Regions from separate parts of the Oryzias latipes genome. Here region 1 is linked to region 2. A link is a contact called in public Hi-C data. All regions are on one chromosome and are shown on one strand. The core of a region is the stretch at or near the end of the contact, and the rest is flanking DNA. Distances in the headings are between cores, read along the strand shown.

What was found. A called contact is a pair of places that touch in the nucleus more often than the background predicts.
Region 1: a Hi-C map of embryo shows a contact between it and region 2, with 2.5 times the contacts expected there. The contact joins the promoter of LOC101158614 here to the promoter of LOC101158114 in region 2. A contact is called at or near these places in 4 of 5 Hi-C or Micro-C datasets (embryo, fibroblasts and gastrula embryo).

What each region holds. Positions count from the first base shown.
Region 1 is chr9:25,251,052-25,253,751 of ASM223467v1, reverse strand. LOC101158614 (nucleolysin TIA-1) reads left to right here and starts at 1,267. Exons shown (of 12, transcript XM_011479548.3): 1 at 1,267-1,494; 2 at 2,222-2,318; 3 at 2,499-2,597. The coding sequence starts at 1,469. trnag-ccc (a tRNA gene) reads left to right here and starts at 879; the gene lies at 879-949.
Region 2 is chr9:25,071,320-25,074,019 of ASM223467v1, reverse strand. It overlaps LOC101158114 (erlin-2), which reads left to right and starts at 1,398. Exons shown (of 12, transcript XM_020706197.2): 1 at 1,398-1,572; 2 at 2,552-2,659. The coding sequence starts at 1,406.

The DNA of each region.
Region 1 (2,700 bases), core at 18-2,517, 180 kb before region 2:
AACCGTATTGGTTAAGGGACATTTATTCTATTTTTTTTTCTTGTACTGAACAATTTTTTGTTGTGGAAAACTCAGACAATGTTGACTGTTCCCTATATATATTTTATGTTACCAAAATAAAAGCACTGTAAATTTGCTTGGGTAAAAGCAACTTATACGAGATACAGTTATACTAAACATTGTGATAATTAAATAAACAGAATTTTTTCAATTTTATTACAATGAAAGATGTATTAATATTTAGGTAGAGTTTTTTCTAAGTCATACTTTTTAAAAAAAGAAAATGTGTACAATGTGGTAATCTCCCTATATTATTGCTTTATTTCTGTAAAGTTAGGGCATCAGTGATGAAACCCTCAAGTGGTTGCAGAACTTGCAGAGACAACCACTGAAGTCCCAAGATGTGGTGTCAAAAGGGCTGGCAAGAAAGTATTTTCAGTAGTTCAAGAGATTTAATTAAAACAATGTTTTGATGTTTATATTGCTGTAAAAGCAGAAACAATGATGTTATCAAAAGACTGAAATGAATAAGTCAGTGTTAAGGGGAAAATGAAGGTGAAAGCAAACACGCCTTTAGATTTCTCCTTAATTGTACCTCAATTTTTTGTTTTAAATTAAATTCTAACCTGATATTTATTACAACAAGAATACTTTGCTTCTAGAAAATCCCACAAACCTCGTTTACACCCAAGTTGTTTGATATATTCTACATGGGGAAGCATATACTTAGAATATGTATGAAAAAGTCAGCAATTATTCCTGTGAGTTCACGAGTAGAAAAGTAATTTTTTGTTTCCAATATTTCCCATCAAAGACTTTTCTTCCACCTCATTTTTGCCTAGGTATATCTTTATCAGTACGTCCGGTAATCACACGTAGCGCCGCTGGTGTAGTGGTATCATGCAAGATTCCCATTCTTGCGACCCGGGTTCGATTCCCGGGCGGCGCACTGCCGTTTTGTTTATTTTGGCTTGCTTTTCGTTTAGTTGGTTTAGTTAGTTCGTTTCGCAAACTGTAGAAAAACGTAAAAAAAAAAAAGAAAAAAAAATGGTGCAATAACTCCATAACTGTGTTGCAGTACATTCTCTTAAAATTTCCAGTTTTTCTGATTTAAATTAAACGATTAGTTAAATATTTATCGGTCTACACAAAAAAGATGTGGTTTGTTGAAGTCTACCAATTCTTATGGTCATTTTTCTGGTGTGAGAGAATGTTCTTGATGTTGGCAGCATTTTAGCGCGCAGCGAGGTTGACGCTTCTGACGCCATTCCTCCGCCATCTTCAACTTCCTATTGTTTGCTTCAGACTGAGGCTCTCTGTGGTGTGTGTGGAACCAAAATCGCCCACAGACTAATCATTAAATTGTACATATTTATTTTTTATGTTTAGGTTAACTTACGTTTAACATAAATTATTCGTATGTTATTGGACTAAAAGCCTCTCCGGACGCGACCACTACACCTTGACGATGGAAGACGATCAACCTAGAACCTTGTGAGTGAAGCGGCTGTGTCTATGTCCAGGAATGTAATGGCTTCGTCTATTCACCGTGCTTCTCAGACGTTTCCACATTATTTAAATTAAAACTCTGCCACACAATGAGTAATAATGTCTTTAAAAAACAGTCGGTAGTTTTTCTGTTAGTCCAGGTAATTGTGATTACATTGAACAAATATTCTTGTCCTACTAACAAAAACTTAGATTTGAAAATGCGGAACTGTAACTCGCATGGAAATATATTTAGCTAGCTAGTCCCCGGTTATCATTAGCTGAATATGTAAACCATTGCACATATTTTCTTCATCTTTTTGTAATAACAATTATGCTCGCTATAGCAATTAAATGTGGTATTCGTTATTTACATTGTGACGAATGGGTCTTGTTTCACAAAGCACGGCTTTGCTGCTAAAGCGAGCTCGAGTCGAGGCCCTTCAAACCGGTTAGCGACGTTTTTTAGCTAGCTTTAAAAGTGAGCCACGTCAACGGACTCGATCTACACGGGACACCCCCGCTGAGAAGGGGGGCGCACATAACTTGCTTGTGTACAGTCTTGTCTTGTGCACCCTATTCTGTAATGTATGGGCCTCCTTCGCCATATTATTCCCCCCAATTATATTACCCGTATTTGATAGTTAGTGTGGTTGTTGCTAGCCCGGCATAGAACCCTTTGTTTGTATGCCACTTCCTGTTTGAAGTCGCTTATTTCTCTCGTTCCTCGTAGATACGTGGGGAATCTGTCCAGGGATGTCACAGAGCCTCTCATTCTGCAGGTCTTTACACAGATAGGACCCTGCAAGAGCTGTAAAATGATTGTTGATGTAAGTGTTGGTTTTTCAACTGCAAATGTCCTGATCTGGAGACACACAGGAACATTTATGTGAACATTACCTGAAATATTCTTGTCATTTTAATCTGACACACCGGGCATTAGTGCTTAGGTCTTCTCATCGGTAGGGATTGAAGTGTTGACCTGAGATGTGTTGGTTTCCTGTTAACAGACGGCAGGAAATGATCCATACTGTTTTGTGGAGTTCTATGACCACAGGCATGCTGCTGCTTCACTGGCAGCCATGAATGGAAGGAAAATAATGGGTAAGGTAAGCTATCGTATCTACAGGGTGAGTGGGGATGGGAAATGAATCTTTTGATTTAAAAAATACATGAATTTGTCTGCTTAAGCACTTAAATTATTTTTTTTAT
Region 2 (2,700 bases), core at 149-2,648:
CACTCACCCCTCTACTCTATCTACAGCATGCCACAGTGCCAGGCATCTGTGGTCAACAGGAAATGACATCTTCTCCATTTTGGCCTCCTCCCCCTTTGCTGGCTCATTTTGTCCAGATCAAGCTGATGGGTCAGGAAATTCTTCACAGGCTGATAAAACCAGGATATGATTACTCGGATTTAGTGTGGAGAAATGCATGGTTAACAATGACACAGCAAGTTCTAGAAGCCACAAGAGTGTGCAGTTTCTGGTTTTTTTTCCACTTTTTTCTTCTTCTTTTCCTTTTGAAAAGCCGAAAGGATGATGCTTGATACCAGCCACAGTGAATCAGCTTCCTCCATCTAACCTTGTGTTCTGCACAATCTCCTCTAACACCAGCTACCTTCATTCACTGCATCCATAAATCTCCTCTTTGGTCTTCCTCTGGACCTCTGGTCTGGTAGCTCTAGACTCCGCATCTTTCTACTAGTGTTTATTCACTTTGGTTGGTGAAAGAAAATACTGAACATACTGAAATTCTTTTTCAAAGTCATTACACCACCTAGTGGGGGAAGAGAACATGATCTTTTCTCTTTTGAGTCTCATTTAGAGATGGTAAATCTGCTGATCACTCTGGATGAGCCGAGTGAAATCATGTTATGAAGTAAAGTTGTGTAAATCAACGGCAAGAAATCCTTTAGAGGTCCATATAATGAAAACACACAAAAAAGATAAGCAAAACCCATAGAATGCCATGCTAGTTAAATCACAAAGCAAAAGCTCTTAGGTCCTCAGAAAAGCCATTCCAAAGGTGAGGGACATGATAGTGAAATGTGACCTAACACTGGATGTTAACTCTCACAGAAGAAATTGTTCATAAAATATCACAAAAACTCTAAGTGGTCTGAGAGCAAAGACCTTTTAAAACGTATATAAGACTTGGAAAACTCAGTCTTGAAGATCACATGTGCGAAGACCTCAAAAGAGAATCAGGTGTGTTTAAGAGGCAAAAACACATAAAACCTGCAGAAGGTGGTGTTCCTTGAAGATGGACAGGAATTTCATGTGATAGATCTCACATCTCAGACGTGGAAAGCTTTGTTAATACTTGCTTTGTCCGTGGTCAGTCTGGTAACAGATTAACTCCTGAGCATCTGGTGACTCATTCTCATTCACCCCTTGTTGCTGCACTTGTTTCAGATAGGAAGTCTATACAATGGCAAAGAAAAGCAAATTAAACAGCTCAGAGGAATGCTTTGAATAACAAATTCAGAGACAGGATTTTCATTAAAAAAGAAAAAAACACATAATATAAATAATCATAATTTCCTATGGTTTAGGAAAATCTTTTCAGCAGTTTTGGGGATATTGTAGGTTATGACGTTTTCTTTTCTTTTCAATGTGTACATTATTTTAGATAATTCATATGAAACCTGTGTCTCACGGATCTGGCCTTGAAGATAAAAATCCCAGTGTCCACCAGGGGGCGCGCTTGCAGTGCTGTAGACAAGGAACACTACATGGGATCAAAGCAGAAGAAGAAGCTGTAGGTCGTTTGTTTCCTGTTTTGTTTTTTCTGAATACAATTTTCAGGTAAGCTCAGAGATATTGAGACATACACGTGTGATTTTGTGGTTACACGCTCTTTGCTTTGCTCTTTAACATCAAAGTAATGTAATTCGAAGCTGAGTACACGTGCAAAGGTATGGACAAATTGGATTGTATTAAGAGAAAACACACGCCAAGTTCAGTTGCCCAATCATTCCAAAATGAATGGGAGACGTGACATATTGAGATGTGTTTGAAAGACCAGACTCCTAAAATAAGCGGTTTATTTTGGGATATAAAGGGCACAGTGGGTCCCACTTTGCTAATTTCGTTAGCTGTGAAGTCCACAATGCTGAACGTTTCTTTAGTTCTAATTTGTGTTGTCATTACATAACATTTTTTACACAAAATTTTTTGTTTTATTTATGTATTTATTTTAGTTTGTTTGGGTCAAATTCGAATGATGCTTGGTAACATTTATATGTATGTATGTCCCTCACCTGATTGATCCTGTAATCAAGCTAAATGACCAATAAACACTTACAGAAATGTATATTTGAGGCCTCCGGCAGGAGTGTGAAGAAATTGACGGGCTGATCACTCTGATTGTGGGCGGGGCTTTAGTGGAGCCATAAGGTTCAGCAGATTGTGTTTGCAAATCCGTCCCCCCCAAAGCTGTGGCAGCTCATCTGACTCTCAGAGCAATGTGACTGAACAACAAGCCGTCCTCCAGTATTTGTGTTTGTGTTGAACGTGCGATGGATTGATGTGAGCGCCATCACTATCGGCGGAGAAGTTGTTTTTCTGAACTCCAGCCTCGATCTTCTGTATGTGACAGGGTCAGAGCTGCTGCTGATGCCTGGCTAAGCCTGAGCTGAGAGGAGATAAACGAGTGAGTCCACTGTTATTGTCCAGAGCGCTGACGGGTTCCAGTGACAGTTTCATAGTCACATATTGCAAGAAGAGCGTCTTGATCCTCCAGCTTCTTCCTCTCACCTGCTCCTGTTCCCTGTCTCCTTGTCAGGATGGCACAGTGGGGGGTCGTTTTCTCCGTAATTGCTGCTCTTGGAGGAGCGGCGCTCTTAGCATCTGTCCACAAGATTGAAGAAGGACACACTGGCGTGTACTACAGGTGAGCCTGCATGATGTTGTTTAACAGATAATAAAATAAGC